Linked DNA regions of Mus musculus: all the other regions are linked to region 1. Evidence: chromatin contacts called from public HiChIP or PLAC-seq and promoter capture Hi-C data. All regions are on one chromosome and are shown on one strand. The core of a region is the stretch at or near the end of the contact, and the rest is flanking DNA. Distances in the headings are between cores, read along the strand shown.

Region 1 (4,610 bases), core at 899-3,398:
ACCCTGACAAGCCAAATGACCTTGTGCTAGGAGCTGCTCATCACTTCCTTCTCCCTGTTCCCTTTCTGGCACCTGAGGCTGTAAAAGCTGAATTCTTCCTTATCTCTTCCTGATTCCCATGACATCCAAGGACACGAGTTACTTGCTGAGCCCGGACTGACACCCAAGGCTGTTAAGGAGGATTCGAATTCCGGAGATAAGACGAAGAATGCCTGCCACCTGGAGCCTGACTTCGGCCTTCATGTCCCCAGATGCCCACTTCTTTGTTCTTTGTTAATTCCCCCTCAATCCCTCCCTATTCCCCTCGATGTATGCTTTAAGAACCACTGTTTCTGCCTAATAAACTGAGACCTTGATAGGAATCCCTTCTTGGTCTCGGCTTCTCCTTTCTCTCCCTCCCATTTCCGCCCAGGTTTGCAGTCCCCCTCGAACCCACGAATAACTGAGTCCTGCTGGGTGGGATAACCTCTATGGACTGTTTGATATGGAGAGTGGGCCTTTAACCTTCTAATCTACTCTTCTTTGTATTCACTCAGCTTGAATGTATCCGGAATGTCCATTGAATAGGATGTGCCCAGAGCCACTGTAAGGTAGGTGCCACAGTCTGAATGAATGAGCATCCATTAAAGGCAGATGAGTGAAATGTCTGGTTTTTGAGGTGTGCTTTGGGAGAATGTATTCTGGTTCCTTTTCATCCAAAGCTTTAGAATTTAGAATGATTAACTCCAGAATAGGGTAGAGTGGAGATCTGGACACCAAAGACTAGTGGCAGAGGGATCAATATTTCTTGACTATCCTGCAGAGTTGTTCCATTCAGCCAGGGTTGGGAATTGCTCTGATCAACACACTGCTGCTGCCCATGATGCTTAGGAGTTGACTCAATCCACCAAATTCCCCAACTGACTCCTTTTCAAATGCCAATGTTGGTTCACTTTTTGCAATTTTTCTCTCTTCAATCCAACATCCACTGCCACCTCCAATTTCCTACCTCCGTCTACCCTCCTGCTCCAAACTTGCAAATCAGTTCTCCAAAGTGAAAAAAAAAACAACAACAAAAAAACAAGCTCATAGTAGTTGTAAAAAAAACTATGCACCAAGAGCCGATATTCCCCTCTATCTTGAGAGCATCCTGCTATGGTTGGATCATGCCACACTGTGACATCAGTTTTGGTAGCTTGTTTCCAGGAGTTTAAACGCTCTTGCTATGTTCTCTGAAAACAGGCTTCATTTTCTTAGACAAATTCTGCTTGCCAGTTCCTACAGCGTATTCATGAAGAGTTTTAAATCATCAGAAACTCTCATTTGGCAGTAATTCTATTTGCTGCACCACCTAAGAAGTAGCACTGCCAAGCATAAATGGTCTAGACATTGTATTAAAAAACACCTCCCTCTGGGACAGGCCTAGAAGTCACTGGCACAGGATTGCATCTATCTATGGATATTTAGTAGATTAGAAGTCTTCCTGGCAGACAGGAATTTTGTCAAGATCCACCCACTATAGCCAGCATTATGTAAAGCATAAGAGAGTTCACTGGCTTATAGCCATTTAATAGAATTCAGTCAATAACAAGAGTAGATTGTGCCTACAGGAAAGATATGCAATCCATTTTTAAACAAGAGGACCAAATGGAAAGTTGTAGTTTGGGGACGCTTAAAATCAACTCTGAATTTATATTGGGGATGATGATGCATTTTTAATGTCTTGCTGTCAGAAATTAAAAATAGCTCTTTAGGCCAGCTGTTGCTGCTTTTCTGGCAGAGTTGGGAGGTGGGGCACCACATGGTTGACTAAATTGAGCTGAACTGCTGCATTAGATTAAATTTTGCAGTATTGCTTGTAGAGTGTCTCTCTGTCTCCCTCTCTCTGTCTGTCTCTGTCTCTATCTCTGTCTCTCTCTCTCTTTCTTTCTCTCTCTCAACCTTGAAGTCTACCTCCAAGGGTCCAAGGCCCAAGACCCCTCCAGAAGGCCACGCCCCTTCCCCCTCCTCCAGGGAGTCCGGGAGAACGCCCGGCCCTGCCCAGCAGCCTGCTGGGAACTGTAGTTGTGGTCTCTGACAAACTGGCATTAAGGTGGAATGTAGGACTACAGATCCCGAAAGGCCACGCGTGCCGCGCCTGCGTGTCCGCACCTGCTGGAGGGAGGGCTAAGTCGTCCCGGGAGCCTAGCTAGTCAGCAGAGGAGGCTTTGGCTGCAGCGGGTGACATGGACAACGCAGGGAAGGAGCGAGAAGCGGTCCAGCTTATGGCGGAGGCCGAGAAGCGAGTGAAGGCTTCCCACTCTTTCCTCCGAGGGTTGTTCGGGTGAGCGCCAGAGGTCTTGCCCTTAGGGGTCTTGGTGCCCGATCCCCTGCCCAGCCGGCTGCCACCGCAGAGTACCCCGCGCAACTGCTTAGGGTTACGGGATTCCCAGTGGCCCACGCTCTGTTTTGGGTCCCGTAGCATCCAGGGCCTCATCGCATCCCTTGGGCCGTGTCTGGGGTGTCTCTCCAGTCAGCACACACTGCAAGCCCCAGAACCTTTTGGGGATCCTCAGGCCTTGGACACCCCTCACCCACACCCGGAGAACCTCTAGCTCACAATCCCCAGGCACCCTTAAACAACCCAGAACACCTACGCGTCCTCGGAGATCTCTGTGGTCCCCCAAGTCCCATGCGTCGCCAACGGTCCGGTGCTAGCTCCAGGGTCCGCGCCAAGCTGCCTCTTCAAGGATGCCACCCCTCCTGGTGGACCAGATTTATTCATTTCCCCTGGTTGGGCCCGTAAATCCCCCGGGGGAGCCAGGACTGTGAGGTTCTGGAATTCAACCTGGAGTTTGGCAGCAGCTGGTGGCTCGTGGGGAGCGCGAAGTCTGCGCCCCTGTATCCCGGGCACTTGCCCGCTGGCCTTGGCTCAAGGGCCTTGAAATCATATCCTCCTTGGTGTGTTTTTCATTTGCCAGAGTGACTTGTATCCGTAGTTCAGGCTTCCCGTTTGATGAACTGTATGTAACATTGCTCCTTTTTAAAGTCAGAGTATCCTTTGGGAATCCCGTGATTTTGTTAATTCTTACATATCTTGGTAGGGAAGGGTTTGGTTTACATTCTGAGCTTTCAAAAAGCAAAACCTGCCCTGAGAGCTTGTGGAAGAATTCTGGGCTGTTGATTATGCGAATGATTCAGCTGTTTATGACAGCGGTAGAAATTACGTGTGCCTCTTCTTTTTTTTCTCCCATTTGAAAGTGAAAGATCTGTACCAAGAACAGATTTTAATTATCGAGAGGGACTAGAGGTACATACTAAACTGCTGCATTGTGAGACGCAGTTTCTGTAAAAATTCAGTATAGACACTTAAGTGCTGAAAATGTACCCAGTGAACTTTGACTTTTATTTTTACTTCATTCATCTGACTACTAATTACATTAATTATTATATAATAGTTTAATTGAGCCCCATTATGTTTGCATCTCCAGGAAATGCTTAGAGTCACATTGATACAGTTTATGGTACCATGGTCTGCCAAGATAGAGAAGGAGACCATGCTTGGAGACCCCTAAGGGCATTTGTCTCTGCTAGTTCTTAAATTTCTCATGTAATATGAAGCTTGGAAGTGTAGGTGTAAGTTATAGATACTGCTTCCTCTTTCAAAGGGACAAGGAGCATTGCAAGTGCCAAAGACTAATTCTTGTCTGAGTCACAAAACACACACTGGATTGCATTCAGTCTGTGTGAAATTTAATGGCAGAGTAGCTCACCTTGGGAGATGATGTTAATACACATTCCACATCGGGATGTGCTTCCTTGAGCCAGTTATGGACATTTAATTTTGGTCAAGAGGAGCACTGTTTTGAGGAAACTATGTCAAATCTTGAGACACTCATCGGAAAGGATTTTGAGGAATCTTTATTTCTGAAGAAACATCTTTTGGGCCGTTGCTGCCCTGTCAGTGGCAGGCCAGGTAGGAAGACTTTCATTTCCCATCCACGCTCAGTTTGTGTGGAGTCACTTAGAAACAGCAGTCCAGGTTGTTACCGTGGGGTTTGGAAAAGGTTAGCTTTGCTTCTTTGGGCCTCAGTTTCTTCTGCTATAATCCAGTGTGTCTTGTGATTAATAATCAATGAGTTTATAAAATACTTAGACCTGTGGAGGTTGGAAATGGCTGTGGCATGATTATCCACATACTTATCAGAGCTGGCAGTCCCTCTTATCAAAGAAGCAGAAGGGCAGATGGATTGAGTTTTATGGGATTTCAGAGCCAAAAGTGTGGTCACTAGCTTAAATGAATAAATACCTTAAGAGTCTTAGCCAGGTTAAGTGTCCTTTGCACTCAGGACTGGGAGGTTTCTAGTCATATTTGGTTCTGAAAGCTTAGGAGAAGAATATGTAGAACTTCATATGATCCATTATAAGTATATAAGTATTTGAAACCCCAAACTAGACCTATTTCTCTTTTAGTTACAATGGTCCTGTGGGTGTGCTATTGCAAGCATCTGTCATCACCTTACACGTTGCCCTGCCCCACCCCTCTTTGGTTCTATCCCTCATTTACGGTAGTGTTATCCATCCCCATGTGAGACTCTCAAGTTAACAGGGAATTAATCATGGCAAGTATCATCGGCGCTCCTGCTTAAGAG
Region 2 (4,610 bases), core at 1,240-3,739, 920 kb after region 1:
ATTTGGATAAAATAACATTTGAACACATTCGAATCCTCTGTTGGAGGATATTTTCAGACAGAATAGTGAAAACACTCCCCTCCCTTGTACGTTTTCCAGAGTCATTTTTAAGACAGTAAAAAAGAATTAATTTTTCATGAACCCCCACTTCCAGAAATTATCCCTTCCTATAAATTCTCTTGAACTATATTTTGGGATCTTAATACCTTTTTAAATACCCCCCTCTCAAGTGGGGCGTTTCTTGATGATGATACTCTCAAGCTAATTTAAAACTCTGTATCAGCAGTGGAAAAACCATGGTGCTCATGCCAAACCCCGTGCCTGTCTGTCTTATTTTTATAAAGCTTTATTGGGACAGACCTGTGAGTTTAATGGCAGGCTATGTGACTGCTTTTCTGCCACAGTGGAAGAGCTAAGTCATAAGACAGAGGCTCTGGGGCTCACATGCCTAAAGTATTTACTAATTGGCTCTCTGCAAAACAAATTTGCTGACCCCTGTCCTACTTCTTAAAAGACAACTGAAGTGCCCATCCATGCCCTCCTAACTCATGCCAAGATTAACACATGGTTTCTGTGTTTTCAACAACTGCTTTTTTTACTCATTCTCCAGCTTTGGGTCATGAGATTCTAAATTCAGAGCCTCCAAAATTATGGCCCTGACACTATGCCTCACCATTCAGATTCAATTTCTCGATGAATCTGTCCTGAACGGAGCAATGGATGTAACTTTCATTCTAAGACCATACTCATTCTCTTGGGGAAGAAAAACATGAAAATGAGTTTTGTATAACCATGTGTTGAAATGTCTTATCTTTTTTATCTTTCATCTATTTAATTTCCCATCTGTGGGTTAGAGGCCTTGTTAGATATTCTATGGTCTCAAGATAATTTACCATTTAGCCACACAGCAAGACTTTAAAGCTAGCATGAGGAATCCCTCTGTATAGGTGATGGATTGGGAATCAGAGAGGTGAGAGGATTTACTTAAATTTGCTAAGCTCTTAAGTGGCCGAGTCAGAATTTAAGTCAGGTTAGGCTCTATTTCAATTGCCTTTTGATTTGTGTTGTATCTCCAGAGAGTAATAATAACTCTGTTAGCTAGACTAGTGGAAATATTGTAAAAAAATTATTTTGCATCTTTCCCTGTTCTCTTACTGCCTCTTCACAAGAGCTCAGCATCATGACTGACAACACAAATTTTACAGTGATGTAGAAGAATTTGAAGCTACTGTGTGGTGTATTAGGCCTAGGTAGTGACTTAACCTGTCAGAGCCTTCCCTGTTTCTTCTACACAATGGAATCAATAACACAGTCATAGAAAACACCCACTAGGTGGTTATAATAGATTTATTAAATTACCGAGGATAATCTTTAACTTGACTGCCCAGAGGCCATTGAGATCAGTTGTTAGAAACAGAAGCACTACCAAGAAAATTACACAAGTTTAAGTGATGTGCTTACATTTGCACCTTATGGCTAATCTTCTGGACTGCACTTCTTGTCAAGCGTCAGTGTCTATGGTCTATATGTCTCCTGTTGTGGCTGTTTGACTTAGGTTTCTACTATTGTGATAAAACACCATTACCAAAGGCAATTTGGAGAGGAAAGGATAAAATTTCATTTTACAGCTTGTAGTACTTTATCCAGAGAAGTCATAGCAGGAACTTGAGGTAGGAGCTCAGAGGCGGGACATAAAGCAGAAGCCAAGAATGAATAGTGCTTACTGGCTTGCTCTTCATGGCTTGCAAGGCCTGCTTTCTTATAGAACCCAGGATAACCAGCCCGGAGGTGGCGTAGTGCCCAGTGAGCTGGGCCCTCCCACATTAACCATCAATCAAGTAAATGAACCCCAGTTTGTTGATAGGGTATTCTAGTAAGGACATTTTCTCAACTTAAGTTTCCTCTTCTCAAATGACTCTAGCATGTTTTAAGCTGACATAAAACTAACCAACACACAGGTACAGAGTGTTATTACAAGAAGATTTATTGTTGCTGTTGGTTGAGACTCAAAGCCTTCTCTATAGCTCTGTCTCTCACGTGTATAACATGTGAGAGAATACAAAGAAACAGCGCCAGCATCCAGCCTGCCAGTTTGCCAATGAACCACCTGGAAACGAGAGGATAATTATAATTCTAGTCACACACTAGTGCATTAGAAAAATGTGAAATCTACTGCTCACCCACGACATGGCATCAAGTGGCCCTAGCAGCAGAGGGACAAACCCTGGACCACTTTAGGGGGAATGGTTCTGAAAAGTAGAGATTCTGAACTTGACCGGAGATGTTCAGAAAGAAAAAAAAATCTGCACAGAATTCAGATATGGGCTGTCCTGGTGTCCTAAACTCTTCTTAGGGCAAGGGACTGGATGTTTTCGCAGAGGGAGAGAGTGGTTTGTAATCATCTAAAGATACAAGTTCTCACTTGAACCAAGGAAGCACCATAGGGAAGCTCTTGCTGGAGGACAGACTAGGAAGTTTGCAACAGTGCTGTCCATGTGGGAGGCTCGGGGACAATGACAGCAAACACTGTGCTCCAAGAAGCACTCACCTCTGCCATTATCTAGATAAAAAACTTTGGAAAAGTTACTCTGTAAATTTCAGTGAAACATAGACTAACCTTTGGAATATGTGGCCAGCAAAATTCTGGCAGCATTTGCCAAGGTCACTAATTGGAACATGCACACGGCTCACCTGCACTCTCCTGAAGTACAGATTTGGTAGTCTACAGTTAGGTTTTTCTACCAAGCTCTTCAGCTCCTCAATGGTCCTAGCCCGGGACACAGCTCACATGGCCACACCATAGAGGGCCTGTGAAGTAGGATGGGTTACCAAGCAATCCCTTCCATTCCCCCAAAGGAAGCCAGGACTCATGATCACCTTCTGGCGGACCAAGTCCTTTGTCCTGAACATCACCATACTTCAGGGTTCTTCTAAGTAAGGTTTCTATATAATTTCACCTGATGCAAAAATATTCTGTGAATGAGCATTGTGCTGGGTTCGATATTAGAACTGAGTTTTTTTTTTTTTTTTTTTTTTTAAGTGAAGCCCAGTAGTAGACGTTTTTCTTCCCTTGTCTGCAAAATTTCTGGTGTTCTGTCTTGCTTTATTCCTAAAAGAATATTTCTTGTTTGCATATTTACTTCTGTGAGTAAAGAAAGCACCTTAGGTTATCTGTCCAGAGGGAAATAGGACAAGAAGCAAAAAGGCATTCAAACAGTAAATAAACTATTTAGGATTTGGTGCGTATTCATGAGTCACAGGGTAGGAAGAGGAACTGAGCTGCTGGGGTTGGTAAACCACAAGCCTGTGAATCAACAGCACTCCGTTTGCTGTTCTAATAATGGCAAACACCAAGGTGTACCAAAGTGGGTGTGAGGGGTTTCCTCTTGTTACTGCTTATATGATGTTTGGACATAGTGTTAAGTTCACTCAGAGGATACAGGAAGATTTTCTGCTGCTCTGAGAAGGTGAGGGAGTAGGGTTCCCTCTGCCATTCAGGAGAGAGAAGTGGGAAGAGACAGAATCCTACCCAACATGAGTGGGTACCATCCATTCTGCTGTACAACCATGAACACAAGCCCTTCATACTGGTGACTATGTCCTGGTGTTCCTTTTACTCTCCTCCCAACAGATCTAGGGACCAGAAGCACTCGCTGTAACTGAGGAGAAAGCAAGTCTGGAAATGAATGAACCATCATAAGATGTAGCTGAGGTTTGGGCTCATGCCTCCAAGAGGCCAGGAGCTTTTCTGATATTTATCAAAGAAACAGCTTCTGAGATGAAAGAGTCTCATTATTGCATCTATCAGATGAGAAAACTAGGACTGAGGATTTTGCAGTGAACACAACACACCAAAGGTCAACACTGTGGTATATAAACTTTTTCTTATTTCTTTTATTTTGTTTACTTGCAGTGCTGGAGACCAAGCCTATGGCCTCACACAAACTAGGCAACTGCTTTACCATCGAACTATAAGAAAAGCACTTGAGAAACTCTGTTTTGATTCATGGATTCATGACTTTTTTTTCTTCAGTGCTGCAGCCTCTAAATCCCACATGTATATGAGACCTGTGTGACTGTCTTCATCTTCCTCAGCATGTGCAAGTACATGTGCATGCTAGCCTCATGAAAGCATGTCTGCAGCAGTATATAGCATGCTTGTGAATGCAAGAATGTTATTGCATGTGAGCGTGCATGCGCTTGAGCTTGTGAATGCACAAGAATGCATGTGGATTTAGAATTGAGGAAGAGAAAAAGTATCTATTAAGCCAAAGGCTTATGTATGTCTTTGACATAAAACCTTCACCTAAGTTATTGGACTTAGTAAGTATGAATTTAGACTAGACAGTATATGAGAGAGTGTTAATCATCAACTTGACAGAATCCAGAATCACCTATGAGAAAGGCCTGTAGTCACACCTTTCTAAGATCATCTTGATCGAGTTGAGGTGGGAAGATTAATCCACTGTAAGTAATTACCATTTCCTCTCCAGAATCCCGAGTTACATAGGGGGAAAGGAAACTGAGCAAGCCTATGCTTCCCCTGCTTTGTCCTTATTGTGGATGCGATGGGACCAGCGGCTTCAGTCCTCTGCCACTTTGACTTCCAC
Region 3 (4,610 bases), core at 716-3,215, 720 kb after region 1:
GCAGTCATATCTTTGCCCACAGGCTGTATGCACTCCAAGATAGCTATAAAAGTGACCCATTAGAAAATCATGAACTTGTGTGAGACACTGAGCTGTTTTTGGCTGTAAATTTTATTTTGTGCAGATCTTGTGATGGGAACCAGAGTTGCTCTGTGTTCTTACTTGCAACAGGCCTGCTATATCCAAAAGTTGGCATTTTGTAATAGTCTTCTTTCTCTTGTGGCTCTCCCAGTATTTTTGTTCCCTGTTTTGTGATGTTTCCTTAGTCCTGGAGCTGGGGGTATGATGTTATGCTTAGGGTTGGGAACTCAATTGTCATTTACCCTCAGCATTTTGACTAGTTGTGATCTCTATATCAACTGTGGCTTACTACAAAAAGAGCCTTCTCTGACCAGCCTGAGGAGAGTATTGTCTTATGGGCATGAGCATATGACCACACACCTATTTTGCAAAGCGTAGGTAGTAGATTTCTACCTAGAATCTTTGACCTTGCCTCCAACCTCTTCAAGCCACAGGCTTCTGACTATGTGTAGACTACCAGGCATATATTCCTGTGAAAAAAGGCTTCAAATTCATTTTGTTTGTTTGTTTGTTTGTGTTTTAAGTGTTTCTTGCTGGGAGGGTGTGAAGGCTCATGCCTTTAATTCCAGCATTTGGAAGGCAAAAGTAAGCAGATCTCTGAGTATAAGGGACATTCAGGGCAACATAGAGAAACTTTGTTTTTAAAACAACAACAACAGCAGCAGCAGCAGCAACAACAACAACAACAACAACAAGTGGTCCACTACCTTCTAGTGCATCCAAGATGTGTACTCACAATAGGGTCTTAGTACTTAGTTCCAACAGGCAACAAAGGCAGTCCTTATATTCTATCTTCGGCAGCTTTTCTGTGCTGCATTTAGTATCCTTGTGAAATTTATTTGAGCTCAACAAATATTCTTTAACTACCAAATGCATGTAAAGAGCTTTCCATTGCTGTACCACTCTCATCCCTTCCATGAGGGCTTCTAAACAGGTGGGAAAGGTGGGGCTCTGTGGAGCTTTGATCCTTGTTCAAGGTCTTGACATTTGTGGGAAAGCCTCAGTTCCAACTTAAGTCAGTTCAACCCTCAAGGCCATGCTAACCTTTCATGTCACTGCACCCCTTCACCTGTTGCTTTAGTCCAGTGAGTGAGGACTAAGAGCAGACAGAGGTTTCCCAGGGAGCCTAGGTATACTACTGAATAGCATGCCTCCTCTCCTGGAGTCCATTGGAGTGAAGATGGGGGAAGCTGTAGGGGAGTCCTCTGTTTATCAAACTGTCATGATGAATAATGAATTTCAGCCAAGATAAGTTGCTTTGTTTTATTTATTTTTAACTTAGCCAATGTGACATTGCTGATGGTTTAATCCAAGAACTTAAAAAAAATTTTTATCAAAAGGCATTCACAAGTTCTCTCCCTCCCTCCCTCCCTCCCCTTCTCTTTCTGTGTATGTTATATTGAATATATTTGTGTGTGTGCCTGTGCAAATAGAAGCCAGAGATGAATACCAGATATCTTTCTGAATCTCTTTCCAATTTCATTTTTAAGTCAGGGTCTCACTGAACTGGCCTTACTAGTCTGACAAGCAAGCTCCAAGGATCTACCAGTCTAAGTTCTCTTAGCACTGGGATTATAAGTGTGTACCACCGCTGTTGTTCATATGTGTGTATACTGGGGATCAGAAGACAGGTCCTCATGATTGTGTGGCCTGCATCTTACAGAAGTCACCTCTGTAGACCCTGCAAGCTCTTATAAATGTGAAAGCTTTTCTTATCCTATTGAAATCCCAGTTGTTTTAGAGAAAGGGCCAGAAGAACCAATCCTGGGAATCAACAGTGGTTTTGAAGCATGAGTAAGCGTTTTCTAGATAAAGGAGAGGAGAGGCAGGACATTCCAGGCAAAGAAAAGCCAGTGCGTCAGCTCCTAGTTTGGAATCTTTGTGGCACCCTCTTCTCCTCTGGCCTTATCTGTCATGCTTCCTGACCTATCTGTAGAGTCAAAACCACTGCCTGGTACTGACAACTCACTGAACAAATACATGTGATTGTTGAGCAACATTGCAAGTGATATGACTGGCTATAGGAACGGTCATTTGTCATTTTCTTGTGTTTCAAACTGTCACCTAGTTACCATACCATTTTTGCATCCAACCCCAGATTCTTATTTTTTTTCAAAAATTATTTATTTTAAGTATATGAGTACACTGTAGCTGTCTTCAGACACACCAGAAGAGGGTATCAGATCCCATTACAGATGGTTGTGAGTCACTACGTGGTTGCTGGGAATTGAAATCAGGACTTTTGGAAGAGCGGTCAGTCTTCTTTATCTATGAACCATCTCTCCAGCCCTACCCCACATTCTTATCATTGAAAATAGAACAAAACACTGAAAATAATGTTCCCACTTGTTATCTGTGATTTCTCCATCTAGTCTGCCCAGTGATGTCACCTTGACAGTCTTGAAGAGCAGTAAAAATACTTTCTTCTTATACTCAAGAAGCATTAGTGACTTCCCTGTACCTCTTGTGCTAAGTACAAATATCTCCTCTTGACTTTTAAGACTTATCTCAGTATGAGTACTCAATTTCTTCACGTTCATGGCTCACTTCTTATCCCTTTACTCTCTACAGAATAGTAAAACCAAAACATCTCCTGCCATCAGAACATATTGTTTCTTCACTTTCAAATATTTTCTTCATATGGTTTCGTCCCTCTTTATAAAAGAGGTATGTTTCCCAGATGTATCTGCTGCAATGTTCCCACACCCAAGCCCAATGCTGGCACCACAACTTTTAGGACTTGTCTCTTACCCAAGGCCAACCCAAGGTATTACATCCTCCAGGAGTCTTCTCTGATCAAATCTTCCTAACATTTTGTATCTTGCTTATGGTATTGACTTTGTCATCTTATAATTTGATCCTCTATACTCATGGTTCTAGCATAGAGCCTTAGATATAGACAGTATTGTACAACATTTGTTGAAATACCAAGGACTAGTTATGTGCCAAGACCTTGGTTAGATGTAGGAGATACTGCAAAAAATTTTCTGAAGATGGTAAAACAGAAATATGAAGAATAATTTTGTAAATTCAAAGGAGCATGACATATGGATTATTATAAAACCATTATGTTGCTGATGTTGACTGATGTTGATGATTATGGTAGTAATGGTGAAGATAGTGGTGATGATGATGATGTTGAAAGGGGATGATATGATAATGAAAATTATGGTAGCAATGAATGTGTAAGGTGTCTCTATTTCTGAGTCTTCCTTTCTCCTTCATTATCTTGTTCTGTCCTCTAGGACACTGATCCTAATGGCTTTATTAGTCAGGCTCTCCGCTACTATTTCTTTTCCTGTTGGGTTAAGCCAATCAGAGTATAAGATAGGACAAAAGATTTGGGTATTGTTATAATTTGGATATGAGATATATACAGTAGACTTGTTTGCTGGACTCTTATCTTCTAGCAATTAGTTCAAACAAGAATTGGTTATATCACAAGGATGCTAATTTCATGAATGAATTCATCCCTTGATAAGTTCACAGCTGGATGGGCTATTAAAGCCCGAGACCTGGTTAGAGTAAGTATATCATTGGAGACCCCTAGCCCCTTGTTGTCTCCTCTCATCCTTCACCACATGCTCCTCCTCAGCATCCATGGGCCTACAGTCAACACATCCAAGGAACTGTGGTAGAAACCTTGAAGACCATAAACTAAAACAGAGTCTTCTTCCCTTAAGCTGTTTATTTTGAGTGTCTTGTCTCAGCAATGCCAAACTGGCTGATGCATGTGCTCCCCCAGTCTCTGTTCCATCTTGGAAGGTCACACCTCCTTTCAGACCCTTAACCTCCTTCCCATAATTAGAGATGCTGTTAAATATAGTAACTATTTAATAATTGGCTCATCTGGTTTAGGACAGCAATGCCTACCTGTTATTGCTAGTGTCAGAACACCATTTGTGCTCCTTGTTGAAACCTTGATAGAGGCAATGACTGATGGAAATGGAAGACAGTGAGGGTGGTAAGGTCTTCTCAGCTGAGAGTCTGAGAATTCCATTAAGCACCTCATACAGGAAGACTATAAGATTACAATAGACAATGGCAGGAACCACAGTGTACCATTTAACTATTTGTGTGTAACAAATGATCCTAAATTCTATGGGTTTAAACAATAATGACTTCTTATTTCTCCCCTTTGCAGACTGGGAATTACACAGCAAGATGGCTTTCCCTACTCCATCGTGGCTAGAGCCTCTGCAAGGGCTGAAGCCCTTTGATCTTGGCTTCATTTGGATACATTTCAAGGGTGAGCACTGACAAAGAGGACAAGCCAGACTGAAGTCATATGGCCTTACAGCTCTGCCTTCAAAGGCATGTGGGCTCCCCTCCACCACATTGCTGACCCCTCATTACAGGAAGTGGGAGTGTAAACTCTACCTCTTCCTTATGTCCTGTCGGAGGTGGAGCACAGAGCTCTGACTCCATGCATAACACACACTCTACCACTGAGATACATCCCAAGGCAATTGACATTGGATTGTTGGTGTCTCATTGTGTGATGTTGACTTAGGACATTATAGGATCTA
Region 4 (4,610 bases), core at 1,462-3,961, 690 kb after region 1:
GCCGACAGGGGGCGCCCTGTCACTGTGGAAGTTGGATGTTAGCGCTCCCAGCTATCCTGAGATCTGAGCACACACAGTGTCTGAGGGGACGGTAGGAATTCTCAGATCTGAGAGAAGCATGCTTTGCTCCGCGTACCCACTCTCCCAGCGCTTGGTAACTAATTTTACACGTGCAATAATTTCTGGGATCAAATTTCAGCTGGGAGCACAATCAAAGAGCAGTGCAGCCCACAGGCTTACAAATACCCTGGCATTTAACAGAGAGGGGTGGTGGAATAGACCAACTGACAGACACAGACGGACAGACAGACCGACGGACAGAATAAACCGGAATGTTGATATCTTGAGTTTCACTTCCTGAGAGAACTGTCCTTGTTGTGTGTGCGTGCGCGTGTACTGTACTTCGACATGTAAGATCTCTAGACAGAACTAGAATGCTGTCTCAGTCTCTGTCTGCCTTTTTCTCTCTGGGGATGGAGCTCTCTCTCTCTCTCTCTCTCTCTCTCTGGTGGGGAGTGGAACTGTCTCTCTGTGATTCTCTGTGTCTCTCTTGGGGGGGGGGGAGTTGGGTGCCTGCATTTTTTTTTTGCTTTAAGTTTGAAAAATAGCTGCATCTATAAACAACATGTGCACCCCTCTTTTTCAAGTCTGCGGTCATCCTTGTGGGGTCCTGGGGAAGATGCTGGAGGATCTGATCTCTCTGGGTTCCCTGTGTTCACTAGGTGAACACGTCAGATTCACCTTCAGCGGGAAAACAGGCGTTGCCTTTGAGGGACTCGTGCTCTGCATTGCTTCAGATGACACATTAATACCTTATCTGTCCATACTATGTGCGTTTCAGCAGCAAAGGGCACTGATGTTGCTGCGTCTTCAGTCCAAAAGGATGCTGACCTCTTTCTTTACCCTCCAATCTGGCTTCCATTCTCATTCAGGCTTCCATGCTCAAAGCTCACCCCAGTACCTGCCACCTCTATGTACTCTTCTTCTACCACACGAAATTGTGGACACCTGGATTTGGGCCAACTATTTCCTATTTTCTCCATCTCCTAGAGAGAAGAGTTTGGGACTGTATCCCTACATCCTAGTCACATTTTCAGAACCAAGAAAGACTGTCCACATAAAAACGCCGGCAAGACCCTCCACTCCAAAATCTAGGCTTACCTTAGTCTCGGTCTTGGTAGCTAACAATATAAATGACATACTCTGTTGTTTTCATGTTTGTTTTGTTTGGGGAGACAAGGTTTCTCTCTGTAGCCCGGATGTCTTGAAACTCACTCTATAGACTAGGTCAGCCTAGACTTCTCTGAGATCCTCCTGCCTCTGCCTCAAAGGCAGAAGACAACACTTCAAATGACACTTTTTAACACCTAGAAGCTAAAGAGAAAAGAAACTGAAATTTTCAATTTTTATAAGACAGTCCTGGTCTCTGCAGGCAGAGAACACAGATCCTCCTGAAGTCATCCCACAAGGCCCATTATTGATTTTTTTTCTCCTGCCCTACCCCCACCTACTGCCCTGTTTGTTTTAGTTACGAAATGCTTTGGGCACCTTGGATTTAACTGAAAAGTAACCTTGAAACACCGAGGCCCTCATGCCAGAGGCAAATCGCTGCCTCCCGGGTATTGGCTGCAGCTAAACGGGTCTCTCCAGGCCGACTGAGGTGGGTAGCCAGAAAGAGGACTGAGGTAACTGACGACCAGGGCGGCCAGACCACGCGAGTCCTACGCGCCTCCTGAGGCCGCCCCGGGACTTAACTGTAACGGGGAGGGGCCTCCGGAGCAGCGGCCAGCGAGTTAAAGGTGTGTACACAGTTTTTCTAAATAGGACAGCGCTTTGCAAATTGGCTGTCACCTGCTTGTTGTTTTGACAGGGAATGTGCACTAAAAGGGAGGAAACCCGAGATAAATAAATCTGGCTTGCCTCGCTTTGCAGGCCACCAAGGCGGTACGCGCCTTCGGATTGACGAACCCCGTGCTTGGGGCGATGAGGAGGGGCGGGGCGGGAGCAGGAGACCTGAGTTTCTCCAAGGGTGGCTTGATCCCAGGTCTCTGGGTCCACGGAAGACTCCCCGTGGACGTAAAGGAAGGGACTCCACCAGGGCGCCAGCACGCCTGCTTGCAGGTCGGGGTCTTGGGAGTGCCAGGGACAGCAGGAGATGGGCTAGCTCGGGGCGCCCAGCGGCAGGTGCGGAACGCTAGCCCTGGCTTCCTCTCACCTAAGTGTGAGCTGATTATTCAAATGGGCTGCCCGGGGTCTGGGGATTGGAGGCCAGCGCCAGCGCACCGCGCTATATCACCAGCCGCTCACGTCATTGCGGCACTTGTCCGCTGCGCGGTCCACACCTCCTCCTCCTCCTCCTCCCCCTCCTCTCGCTCTCCCCCCGCCCGCCCCCACGCCGCTAGCTTCCCGCCGCCTCCCGGCAGCTCGACACTGCCAGCCTCAGCCTGCACCGGCAGCCCCGGGAGCGCGGCGACAGAGTGCACGCCCGACGGCGAGTCTCGGGTTCCGGCCTCCAGGGTTCTTCGGCCCCCTCCTCCGCCAGCCACCTTCCCGCCCACTCCCAGCTACTTCCCGCCGCAGGCCGCGGGAGAGAGAGAGGAAGTGGAGTCCAGAGAGGGAGAGAGGGGGAGCGCGAGAGAGGGCGGGAGGGAGGGGACGGTACCATTGCTGACTTTTTTTTTTAAGAGGGTGGGGGTGGGGGCTGATTGCTGGTCGTTTGTTGTGGCTGTTAAATTTTAAACCGCCATGCACTCGGCTTCCAGTATGCTGGGAGCCGTGAAGATGGAAGGGCACGAGCCATCCGACTGGAGCAGCTACTACGCGGAGCCCGAGGTAAGCTCTTGCCCTGGCCAGGGAGAAGTGGGGTGACAGCTATCTCCGCGTCCCCAGCCTCCGCACGCTCCCTTCACCGGTACCCGCCCCCCCACCTCTAGCCTTCCTGGACAGCCGCCTTTTCCGCCCTCCTTCTACTCAAATGGGTCTCTTTTTTATACGACACACTGTTAGCCTTGAGATAATATTAACTTTGTGATCAAATATTGACTTGCGGCGCCTCCAAATCCTCTTCGTGGCCGAGCCACGCACTATCCTAACAGAGTTATGTTTGGCAGCGCGCGGCTGGGGAGGGGTGGGAGGTCGGCTGGCGAGGGGGTGGGGAGCTGGGGAAGAGAAGGTGGGTAGGAGTTGGGGACAGAGGTACAGGCAAAGAATCAAAGACCAGTGGACAAAGAGAAAAAAAGTTTGTCGCTACGAAGCCGGGACACTAACAGTTCCTAGCCGAGTTGGCGGTCCCTTCCTTATTCCTCCACGCGATGCCTCCAGCTGCTCCCGGACTCTGTGCAGGCACTGCGCTTCACTCCCCTATGACTAAGGAGTGGGGTCCCGGTACGAAACCCCAGAATAGAGGACACTGAGATGATTTTCGCTTGAGACTGCCCCAGTGAGGTTCCAAAGGTGGCTTTTGACTACCTGGGATAGCAACGGAGATTTCCGGCCTCGGTGCTGACTCAGTGTGCTGGCCAGCTGATTTGAGGAGCCCCTAGGGAGAGTAAAATACATTTGGGGCGCCTGAGTTGGCGGTGGTCCAGGTCACTGAAGTTCTAGAATCTGGGCGAGGCTGAGCCTCAGGTCCCGCTGGCCCTAGGGCGATCTCTTTTCCGGCTCTCTTTGGGGCCCAGAGGACTTGGTGTTGGTGCACTGGGATCCAGGGAAAGCAAGAGATTCCAGAGGCTTGCACGAATTGCGGGGGACTGGGTCCAACTGGTGGGTGGGTGGGAAGATCGGGCGAGCTCAGCCTAGGTGCTAACCTGTCTCCTCCCCGGGCTCTGTCCGCAGGGCTACTCTTCCGTGAGCAACATGAACGCCGGCCTGGGGATGAATGGCATGAACACATACATGAGCATGTCCGCGGCTGCCATGGGCGGCGGTTCCGGCAACATGAGCGCGGGCTCCATGAACATGTCATCCTATGTGGGCGCTGGAATGAGCCCGTCGCTAGCTGGCATGTCCCCGGGCGCCGGCGCCATGGCGGGCATGAGCGGCTCAGCCGGGGCGGCCGGCGTGGCGGGCATGGGACCTCACCTGAGTCCGAGTCTGAGCCCGCTCGGGGGACAGGCGGCCGGGGCCATGGGTGGCCTTGCCCCCTACGCCAACATGAACTCGATGAGCCCCATGTACGGGCAGGCCGGCCTGAGCCGCGCTCGGGACCCCAAGACATACCGACGCAGCTACACACACGCCAAACCTCCCTACTCGTACATCTCGCTCATCACCATGGCCATCCAGCAGAGCCCCAACAAGATGCTGACGCTGAGCGAGATCTATCAGTGGATCATGGACCTCTTCCCTTTCTACCGGCAGAACCAGCAGCGCTGGCAGAACTCCATCCGCCACTCTCTCTCCTTCAACGACTGCTTTCTCAAGGTGCCCCGCTCGCCAGACAAGCCTGGCAAGGGCTCCTTCTGGACCCTGCACCCAGACTCGGGCAACATGTTCGAGAACGGCTGCTACCTGCGCCGCCAGAAGCGCTTCAAGTGTGAGAAGCAACTGGCACTGAAGGAAGCCGCGGGTGCGGCCAGTAGCGGAGGCAAGAAGACCGCTCCTGGGTCCCA
Region 5 (4,610 bases), core at 1,368-3,867, 610 kb after region 1:
GGTACTGGTTAGTTCATAATGTTGATCCACCTATAGGGTTGCAGATTCCTTTAGCTCTTTGGGTACTTTCTCTAGCTCCTCCATTGGGAGCCCTGTGATCCATCCATTAGCTGACTGTGAGCATCCACTTCTGTGTTTGCTAGGCCCCGGCATAGTCTCACAAGAGACAGCTACATCTGGGTTGGAACAATAGTTTTAATGAAATGGCCCATGGTACAAATTCATTGGAATGTCCTTCTCTTTTTCCACACCCTGATGTTTTTAATCTAGGTCAAATCAGATTAAAACAGCTAGACATCTCAGGAAGGGCATTGTACAGACAAGACAATTGATTAAACGGTATCTGTTAAAAGATTTGCCGAGTATTTGTAAGTGCTGTAACTGTTCTAGGGACTCAGTGACATCAGTGAACAAAGCAAGGGATGGGCCACAACATACCTACATCCTGGAATTGGAAGCCAGTAAGCAGAATCTAAGATCAGGCCATCATCCCAACAATGAGGTTGTGGGACAGAGAAAAGACAGAGCTGGAGAGAGAGGGTATGGCAGAATTAATTAAAGGATGTGCTGGGATGTTTCCCTGAGAAGATGAGCCATGGCTTAAGGGAAGTGCATGAGCAAGTGTAGAGAAAGAATGTGTAAGCCTGGCATCACAGAGGCCACTGTGGACAAAAGTGGGTAGAAGGGAGAGTCACAGATGCTGACACTGAAGACCCAGATCAGACAGGTTTGAAAGGCATTGCAGGAATTTCTCTTCATTCAGAATTAATCAGAAGCAGGAGAGGCTGTAAGTACTGGCCTGACAGCAAGTGATTAAGATTTTTAAAGAGATCACTTATCCTGATGTCCTATTAATAATAGACTATAGATGGACAGGTATAAAAGCCTGGAAAACTACTCAATTGTGGTGTTTGGAGAAAATAAAAGGAGAGATGAAACTGGTTCTGCTCTTAGCATCCTGGGATGACAAACAATCTGGTCCAGGCAGAGTATGTATGGCATATAAGAGGACAAGCCAAGACCTGAGCTATTAAGATGATGGAGTTCTATCTGGGCAATACAGAGGAGCTGGACCTCATGGTGAAGACATGGGTGAGCCAGCCCTGAGGATATAAGAGAGAGAGAGCTGGCCCAGCTCCTTACTACATGCAGTACTTGGAGAATAGGCCCTGGGTACTTCAACTGGGAAGCAAGGAGGAGCTGGCTCTGGATGCACAGGTGAGATGGCCTTGCCTCCTGATGATGTCTGCTTTGGGTGGGTTAGCCAGAGCAGTGCTGAAGAGCTCACCCTAGTGGTGCACAAAAGGGGAAGCAACGAGATAACTGGGAGGAGACCCAGTGAGAATCCAATATTGATGGTGTGGCAGAAGCCAGAGGCCTTGAACAATGAACATTGGCAAGTGAAGATGTGTGGATAGAACGCTATACTATGGGATGCACTGCAACACACTACAGCTCCCACAATGAGACGTTTTGGTTTGTTTATTGATTGAGTGTTTATTTTCTTCTGGGGAGGGGGGGGGTGAGGTTGCAAGGGCAGAGGGCAGATACAGGGGGAGAGAGATGAGTGAAACTAGCTAGGGTGCATGATGTGAAACTCACAAGGAATCAATAAAAAGTTATGGGGAAAGATGATGGAGTTCACACTAACCAGTGTAGAGAAGGTTCACTAGGTCCAGCCTAAAAAACAAGAATTCTTCATCAGCTATGACCCTGAGACATACTTAAACATCCTAGTCTTATTTTTCTAGAATGATTTACTTTTTTTTTCCCAGAATGATTTTCAAGGCAATCATGAGAGATTAGGAGAGGAGTTGGGCTAAATATATAAACACAGGGTGTAGTCAGGCCTGGTCGCTCCTGCACTTGGGAGGGTGAAGCAGGAGAATGGTTACCAGTCTAAGACAAGCCCGAGCTACATACAGAGTGGGGTCCTGTCTCAAAAACAGAAAGATAATAGCAATAAAAAAGCATGAATGTCTAAGGATATTGATGTTATTTCAAGTCACAAAAGAAGATAGGATTATTTCTTAATGAAAGAAAAGACCAGGGGTGGGGTGGGGTAGAAAAAGAGAGGGACAGCTAAGTTAGAGAGGGTTCATCAATAACCCTGAAGAAACAAGAGTACCACAGTCCCTGCTGTGGCTCATTTGGAAACATTATACCGAGAGCTAATGGAACATATTAGAAACGAGAAGCAGTGACGTGTGCTTGCAATGGGGCCTGCTTTTTCTCCCAGGCTTGTCCCGACTCTGTCTTTTCTCTCCCGGTTGTTAGTGTCATCACACACTCACCCCAGCTTCAGAGGACTCTAAGAAGAGTCAGGGTGATGGCATCTAACCCCTGAACCATGCACAGCGAGGAGACCCGGGGCTTTTGCCTATAGGGACTAAGGGTCTGGAGGAAATCACAGGTTGACAGTTTTCTGTCTTCCTCCAAACAAGCAGCTGCCTAAACCCCAAGGCATTCTCATTAGCACCAGGACAATAGCCAAGGTCGCCTACCACCTTAACAACATCTGGGCTCCACTGCCTGGTCACGTGGATAGGGAAGTGAGCCGCCAACCAGCTATTTCCGCCTTAGTCCTGTCCCGACCCTCCTGATGGCCCCAGTGAAAAGCATCTTGTCTGACCTGAGCTGTGGCTCACCAGCCCAGTGACTAGTGGTCATGTAAGAAGGGTGAGGCCCTGGCAAACAGATCTGCTCGCTCTCTCTCTCTCTCTCTCTCTCTCTCTCTCTCTCTCTCTCTCTCTCTCTCTGTGTGTGTGTGTGTGTGTGTGTGTGTGTGTGTATGTGTGTGTGTGTGTGTGTGTGTGTGTGTGTGTGTGTGTGTGTGTGTGTGTGTGTGTGTGGTCTGACTGGTGTGGCACGGGAAGGATGTGCCCAGTTGCAGACTGAATTTCCAAACGGTGTCTTCTGCTGCCCTCTGCTGCAAATTATGCTTCATTGAAGTTGGCTCTCGGGCGTGATTTCTCGTTTACCTTCTTTAAGGCATTTGGATAGTTTTGTATTAGCATGGATGCACGAGTTGACAATACTTTATACTGAGAATGTCCTTGTGATACCCCCCAGAGTCAGGACTTGTTTTTCCTGTCAGTGCTGGAAAGACTTGTAGCAGTAGTATTATTGATTGATGGGATTTGTAGGAAGCCCTTGTTGATTATCTCAGAGTCTGTGCACACACTGATCCAGAGCACATGAAGATGGAAGTGGTGAGTATGTATTCCCCTAAGCAGGAACATGTGAGTGTCAGTCTGAACTCTGGCTTCTCCAGGGCCTTCCAGCTCTTTGTCCAGTCACAGCTCTGATCATCTGAACACCAAGAGATGGAAGTTTGGGTGCTTGTGGTCTTGTATGAAAGCAGTCGTGACCCCCTAAGGCTATATAAGCAGTTGCTAAAGTGAGCCCCCTAGCCCCATCCTCACCAATCCACCAGGTGGCTTCTATAGACATTCTTTGCCTGGATTTACAGGAACTGCCAAGGGTCTGGCTGTCTGAACTAAATGTCAAGACTCTACCTCTTCACAGTGGTACACAGTAAGTCTGTATGAAACACCTGCCACTGTGGAAGATGAGGGTCAAGACAACATTCAATAAAGATGCCAGCTCCCCCAAACCCCAGGCTCTTGTTCTCATTCTTTGCCAGTTGTGCAACACACAGCTCTCAGACAGCATGGGAATAACTTATTTTAATCACTGTCCCAAATAGGGAAGTGTTCCTCCATCCACAGCACTTGGTAGGGACAATCTGAAGATTGTCTCCTCTTCTTGCCCATGTCTCTTCTGTGCTAGCTTTCCACTGTAGTTAGCACTTATGAAACTCGGTGCACATCTGTCCCTCCTAGGAAGACCATCCATAAAGTTCTTGTCCACTTTATGGTTCAGCAGCAGCACGAAGAGCAATGGTGAGAGAGAAGGGAACATTGCCAAGATGCGACTTGGGTGCTGAACTCTGAAGCCTCCAAAACTGAGAGCACGGATAGTGAAGCAAATGGTGTTTTCCTGACACACAGAAAGTATTAATTAGATCCAGCAATTTCCCAGCTAAGTGCTGAAAGGGTCCCTGGTAATTAAAAAAGCTAATCAGATTTTCAAAGGGCACTCATACCATGTAAACATAAGGGGATTATACTTGCTGTTCTCAGTATGTCATTTTAAGCTGTTAGGGGTGAGGTGCTCTGGCTGTTTAATCTTCTAGTCAAGGCAACACAAGCCTATTGACTGCCCACCCTTAGGAGGGATAGAGGAACCCAAAACTGCCACTAAGGTCTCTCAAGCTTTGATAGTGCACAGAACAAATTGAACGTGTACACATGTACACATCAGTCCTACTGTTCAGAAAGCTATATAGCTCTTCTTGTTTGTTTGTTTGTTTGTTTGTTTGTTTTGCTTAAGTCACTCCAATCATCACTAAGTCCGTATTATTTTATTTTTAATCTCCACTCCCTATCAGTGTTTGCAAAGCACATGAGCCCAGCAGTTGCTGCTACCTCCAGAACAATTCTGCCTTTCTCAGACTTTCATGTTAAGTGGTTTCCATTGAGGTTTGGCCAGTGAGAACATATGACAAAAGACAGAGATGTAGTCACCAAGCTGGTCATAATGGGTCA
Region 6 (4,610 bases), core at 907-3,406, 550 kb after region 1:
TCCCCCCCCCCTAAGAAAGAGGCATGGAGGCCAAAGATAGAAATGCTAAACAAACAAATACCAATTGGGGTAATTCCGGGAGCATGGAAAGTCCATAGTGTGTTTGTGCTCTGCCCTCTGGGAACGGAAGGGCCACCTGGCATTGATGCATGAACTGAATATCGTACCTGTAACATCATGACCAGCTCGATCATGATCTGCCTATAGGACATTGGTTTGTAGCTTCTCAATTCACCTCTCCAACTGTGGCATGCGGTTGGTTTGGTTTTTTGTTTTTTTATAGGTACCCACCCCCCCAAATTTTAAGTCTCATTCACTTTGCTGCATGTTTGAGTGTCTGTGAAGGCCAGAGGTTTATATAAGGTATCTTCATCAATCACTTTCCACACTGTTTTTGAGAGAGTTTCTCCATGAACTTGTAGGTAATTGATTGACTAGACTGACTGACCAGTGAGACCCAGGGACCTTTTTATCCATCTCCATAGCCATGGAATTAGCGGCAAATGCCACCATGCCTGGAATTTTTACATGACTGCTATGGATCTGAACCCAAGTTCTCATGTTTATACAGAAAACACTTATGTCAATCAAGCTATCTCTCCAGTTCAAAGATGCATTTAATTCACCTAGTCTCCCAGACATCATAGCTTAGCCTGGCTTGTCTTAAATGTGACAGAGCACTGATCTTCTCCTTAAGCTGGAAGCAATCATTAACACAAAGTCGATTTTATAATAAACCATGGAGGATCTCATACAATTTATTGAATGTTTGTATCCAAAAATGTCATTGTAGTTCACTCTAAGTAACTAGACCACTGACCTTCATACCACTGTCACTGGCTACCACTGCCTGGCATCTCAGGAGAGGTATGCTAGAGCATGTCACTAGCTGAGGAGAAGGCACACACTTCAAATTCCAAGAACCAAGTCCAACCAATGTATTTTTGCTTCTGTATCATCACAAAAGAAAAAATATCAAGGCCTAGTGGGATCAGACATTCAAAACAAAGTCTTCATCCACAAAGGTAGAACATATAAAATGCTGCCACATGATAATACTGCTTTTTAGCTTTCTTCTCTGCCAACTTATCATGAAAAGTTCCATCAGATGGCTTTTATGAGAAGTAAAGTGCTCCACAGTAGCTGTTACTTTCTTAATCATCTCTTACTAGAAATGGACACAGGATGCATTAGTAGGAAAAGCTAGACTTGACATTTTTAAATAGAAGGTTATTTTTTTAAAGTGCATTCACAGAGGTAAGTATAGCTCATCACTAATTCAGCAGGGACTTATGGGAAAAGAAAAAATGGAAGGCTAGACTAGATTTCCAGATCTTCTGCCTTTGGTGACATACTGTTATCACATCACCTTCATTAGTAAATGCACTAATGTGCTCCATCCAGGGAGAACAGAAAGTGACCACAGACTCATTGAGAGAACTCCATTTTACAGCTCCTAAGAAAATGGAAGGAAACAAAATAGACTTCAGAACTCCAGGCCAGCTGTTTGTTGTACTCCCAAGGCCAGACACACTTCTCATGTTTGACACATTTTCCTGGTGACCCACCATAGATTGGCCACTGAGAAGCCACAAATCAAGTCAGAAATGGCCCACCATCTCCCTTTATCAGAAGGCCCTCATAAAGGTAAAGCCAAACACATCTAGATAGCCTTGGCATTAAAAAATTGGCAAAATCTCCAAGATGGCTGGATGATTACTGAGTGTGGATATTTTGTCAAATGTTGGTGAACATGACTAATTAAAAGTGAAATGAAGGGTAGTGGCCCAGGCTTCTATGCCAGCATTTGGGAAGCCTAGGCAGGAAGATTCTAAATTGCAAGCCAACCTATATTATACAATGAGACACGATATCAAAATAAATTATAATAAGCACTAACATATTCAGATGACAAATGACAAACCGAGAAAGTTAATTGTCACAAGAATCCCTCTTTTTTTTTTAGAGTTGAAAGTACATGTAGATTTTAAAAATAAAATACACACTGCCTAGAAAGTCAAATGGAGGATAAATATAATGATCTAGTGGGAAAGAAATACAAATGGCTTATTTAAATACTGAAAGTGACTTGGTCTCACTCATGGTCAAAGGAATGCAAGCAATGCCCCTTCTGAAAGCCTATTTCCTGTTAGCCAGCTTGGCAGTCTAACAAATGAATAGCTGAAGAAGGGGGTTGGACACGGTGACTATATAGGGGATTTGGCATGTACTGTGAAAAAGTTAACATCCAGTGCGCTTGACCACTAATATTTCCATAATGCTGTTCATTCTATGGCATGTTTGCTCTTATGAGACACGTTCGGAGAAATTTTTGCCTCTGGGGTGGGAAAAGAGTCTAGAACGCTCTCAGTTGCCAACCACTTGCATCATCCGAAGCTTTGTAAAACACAAAGCAATTTGCTAAATCTGATTGGTCCTCACTGCTTTCCTACATGCCCTTCCTCTCAATCTCACTTTCACGCTCTCTCTTCCTCTCTCTCTCTCCCTCTCTCCATCCCTCTTTCTCTCTCTCCTTCCTTCCTTCTCTCTTTCCCTCATTTCTTCTGTAGCCCAGACTGGTGTCAAACTCACAATATAGTCAAGAATGACCTTAAACTTCTGATTCTCCTGCCTCTACTTCCCAAGTGCTAGGATTATGTGCATGTTGTATGTGGTGCTGGGGAGTGAACTCAGAGCTTCATGTATGAACATAAGCACACTACCAACTGAGCTGCATCTCAGCCAGACCATTTTCATTCAGATTTCTTTGGTAGTAAGACCTACTATGATGAGAAATCACAGCCACTGATAGATGTTTAATAAGCGATGAGTAGTGTTTTTGATCTATGGTGTTTCATGTTATGGATTATGTTTTAAATTTATCTATATGAGTGGCTTGTTCCCCTAAAGACATTATGAGCCACATTAATCCTGTATATTGTCATTCTTTATCCTAGAATAATGTGCGATCCTTCCTTTTTGTGGCAGACACCACTTTGGTTCTCAATAACCACCACTCCGACAGAATGAACACAATATTCTATTTTTTTCTCTCTATTGTGGGGTAAATAACTTTCCCTGCACTACTGAGCACAAGTATAAAGAGATGTGAACCAGAGATCTCTGAGTTGTGAACTCACCTGTCACTAGGAGTCTTTAATACTTCCTGTGAGATTATTATAATGATGGAAAATGTACTTCACTACTGGCCTTGACCATGTCACCTAATTCAGTCAATGAGCAAGCACAATGTAAAATCAGAGGCCTCACAAACTTGTGTGCAGGGGATGATGTCATTCAGCTGAATGAGGGGCTCAGAGGAAGACTAGCCAGACAGCCATAACAGAACAGAAAGAAAAAGAAGTGGAATGTAGTAGCCCACTAAAGATTGGCTGACTTGTTAGGAGCAGTGGCTCAGAAACCAGCAACCGTGTTTTTGCAGGTGGGATGACTGGGAGTCAGTATCTCTGGCTGTTGGCAGGTCTACTTGTTATCCTTGCTATCCAAGGGCTTAGATACTGCTCCTCCAAAGCATCGGGGACACACTGAGAAAGACCCACTAGACATTCTTGCTCAGAGTATAAGCACCTTCAGGTCTGTGAGACCAGAACAACCAGATGCTGTCCTTGGCTCCTCTGGTGCCTCACACTTACCTCTGGAGTCAAAAAGTGTAACCCTCTAAAGAAAAAGCACATGGAATAGAAGGTTGGTATTAAAAGCAAGCTTTTACCACCAAGTCTCCATGCCCTATGACTCATCCAAGAATGGCTCCTCTCACATTCCTGAGATGCCCATGGGCTGGAACAGGATAGACGTGTTCTTGTGAACTTTCTTATCAGAAGCTTGTGTAATCAGCCCTTTCTCTACACTTGGAAAGGCACACATCACCTCTTGCCCTTTAGAACTTCCAGCCCACTTACCATTTCCCTTTACTTCCACGGTCTTCACGTCATGGTTTGTGGACACCCACAGGAAACCCACCCTCTCTGAATATGACTTTCACTTCATCCTGTACAGTCACCCTGCTGAGCTGTGTCATAGGAACAAGACTCACAAGCATGCTTGCCAGAGCACGGGACCATCTCCCTAGTCGTCATCTCCTATTCATTCCTCATCTCCTCCTACTCTCTGTGCTTTGCACACACGGAAATATAGGAGAACTCAGGGCTGCTCACACATTCTCACAGCAGATGCACACACAGAAAACTGGATGTGGGATATGTGTCTACTCAGAGACCCAGGAAGGGAAGCCTGACCATCCATTACTGACTGCAGTTTCCCACTACTGTCCCAGATTTTTGCAACGTTCATGTCTCTCTGCTAACTCATCAGTCCCCCAAGTCAATGTTCTAGCTTGGATGTTCAATGCTTTCCTGCCTCTGGGAAGCTAATATGGATTACTTCCTAGAATCTTCCCTAGGAGGGAAGTGTGGACAATTTTCTAGAAGCTGAAGCACAATGCACCATTCCATCACCAACCTTGGTTTCTGGACCCTTCACAACTAGCAGTTTGGGGCTAGGTTTGCTATAATTCTCTTACCTCCTTCTGCTTCCAGATAGTCCCATTCAGATATATCCAGGCACTCCAACCCAAACTGCTGAAACCTTGG

What was found. Promoter capture Hi-C pulls out the DNA fragments that hold promoters and counts their contacts. HiChIP or PLAC-seq counts read pairs in DNA pulled down with a chosen protein or histone mark.
Region 2: a contact with region 1 is called in a promoter capture Hi-C map of liver, with 2.5 times the contacts expected there. The contact joins the enhancer-like site here to the promoter of Napb in region 1. A contact is called at or near these places in 11 of 39 promoter capture datasets (the 3T3-L1 cell line, 3T3-L1-derived adipocytes, the C10 cell line and 5 more), 1 of 484 Hi-C or Micro-C datasets (the HPC-7 cell line) and 3 of 115 datasets of contacts at active chromatin or transcription factors (embryonic stem cells, neural tube and stem cell-derived neural progenitor cells).
Region 3: a contact with region 1 is called in a FOXA1 HiChIP or PLAC-seq map of pancreatic cancer cells. The contact joins the enhancer-like site here to the promoter of Napb in region 1. A contact is called at or near these places in 4 of 39 promoter capture datasets (the 3T3-L1 cell line, the C10 cell line, hematopoietic stem and progenitor cells and 1 more) and 1 of 115 datasets of contacts at active chromatin or transcription factors (pancreatic cancer cells).
Region 4: a contact with region 1 is called in a promoter capture Hi-C map of neural stem cells. The contact joins the promoter of Foxa2 here to the promoter of Napb in region 1. A contact is called at or near these places in 9 of 39 promoter capture datasets (the 3T3-L1 cell line, the C10 cell line, the HPC-7 cell line and 6 more), 8 of 115 datasets of contacts at active chromatin or transcription factors (astrocytes, bone marrow-derived macrophages, embryonic stem cells and 4 more) and 1 of 9 other capture datasets (liver).
Region 5: an H3K27ac HiChIP or PLAC-seq map of extraembryonic endoderm stem cells shows a contact between it and region 1, with 14 times the contacts expected there. The contact joins the enhancer-like site here to the promoter of Napb in region 1. A contact is called at or near these places in 17 of 39 promoter capture datasets (the 3T3-L1 cell line, 3T3-L1-derived adipocytes, the C10 cell line and 11 more), 3 of 484 Hi-C or Micro-C datasets (the HPC-7 cell line, cortical neurons and uterus), 7 of 115 datasets of contacts at active chromatin or transcription factors (the NIH/3T3 cell line, bone marrow-derived macrophages, extraembryonic endoderm stem cells and 4 more) and 1 of 9 other capture datasets (adipose tissue).
Region 6: a contact with region 1 is called in a promoter capture Hi-C map of the C10 cell line. The contact joins the enhancer-like site here to the promoter of Napb in region 1. A contact is called at or near these places in 7 of 39 promoter capture datasets (the 3T3-L1 cell line, 3T3-L1-derived adipocytes, the C10 cell line and 3 more) and 3 of 115 datasets of contacts at active chromatin or transcription factors (pancreatic cancer cells, stem cell-derived neural progenitor cells and vascular smooth muscle cells).

The regions. Positions count from the first base shown.
Region 1 is chr2:148,729,958-148,734,567 of GRCm38.p6, reverse strand. Napb (N-ethylmaleimide sensitive fusion protein attachment protein beta) reads left to right here and starts at 2,148. Exons shown (of 11, transcript NM_019632.3): 1 at 2,148-2,302. The coding sequence starts at 2,205.
Region 2 is chr2:147,812,405-147,817,014 of GRCm38.p6, reverse strand. No RefSeq gene overlaps it. Among named protein-coding and RNA genes, the nearest start is that of Gm25516, 60 kb to the left of the region's middle. Within about 2 kb of position 2,489, at least 14 of the 459 cell types and tissues checked have an H3K27ac peak or open chromatin away from gene starts, as enhancers often do. A contact at or near this core is called in liver, where this site is marked.
Region 3 is chr2:148,010,971-148,015,580 of GRCm38.p6, reverse strand. 9030622O22Rik (a long non-coding RNA gene) reads left to right here. Exons shown (of 13, transcript XR_866820.3): 5 at 4,226-4,330. Among named protein-coding and RNA genes, the nearest start is that of 9030622O22Rik, 27 kb to the left of the region's middle. Within about 2 kb of position 1,965, at least 16 of the 459 cell types and tissues checked have an H3K27ac peak or open chromatin away from gene starts, as enhancers often do. A contact at or near this core is called in pancreatic cancer cells, where this site is marked.
Region 4 is chr2:148,044,049-148,048,658 of GRCm38.p6, reverse strand. It overlaps Foxa2 (forkhead box A2), which reads left to right and starts at 2,711. Exons shown (of 2, transcript NM_001291065.1): 1 at 2,711-2,832; 2 at 3,835-4,610. The coding sequence starts at 2,746.
Region 5 is chr2:148,120,653-148,125,262 of GRCm38.p6, reverse strand. No RefSeq gene overlaps it. Among named protein-coding and RNA genes, the nearest start is that of Gm24221, 28 kb to the left of the region's middle. Within about 2 kb of position 2,617, at least 44 of the 459 cell types and tissues checked have an H3K27ac peak or open chromatin away from gene starts, as enhancers often do. A contact at or near this core is called in the NIH/3T3 cell line, adipose tissue, cortical neurons and 3 more, where this site is marked.
Region 6 is chr2:148,184,332-148,188,941 of GRCm38.p6, reverse strand. No RefSeq gene overlaps it. Among named protein-coding and RNA genes, the nearest start is that of Gm36597, 16 kb to the right of the region's middle. Within about 2 kb of position 2,156, at least 45 of the 459 cell types and tissues checked have an H3K27ac peak or open chromatin away from gene starts, as enhancers often do. A contact at or near this core is called in pancreatic cancer cells, where this site is marked.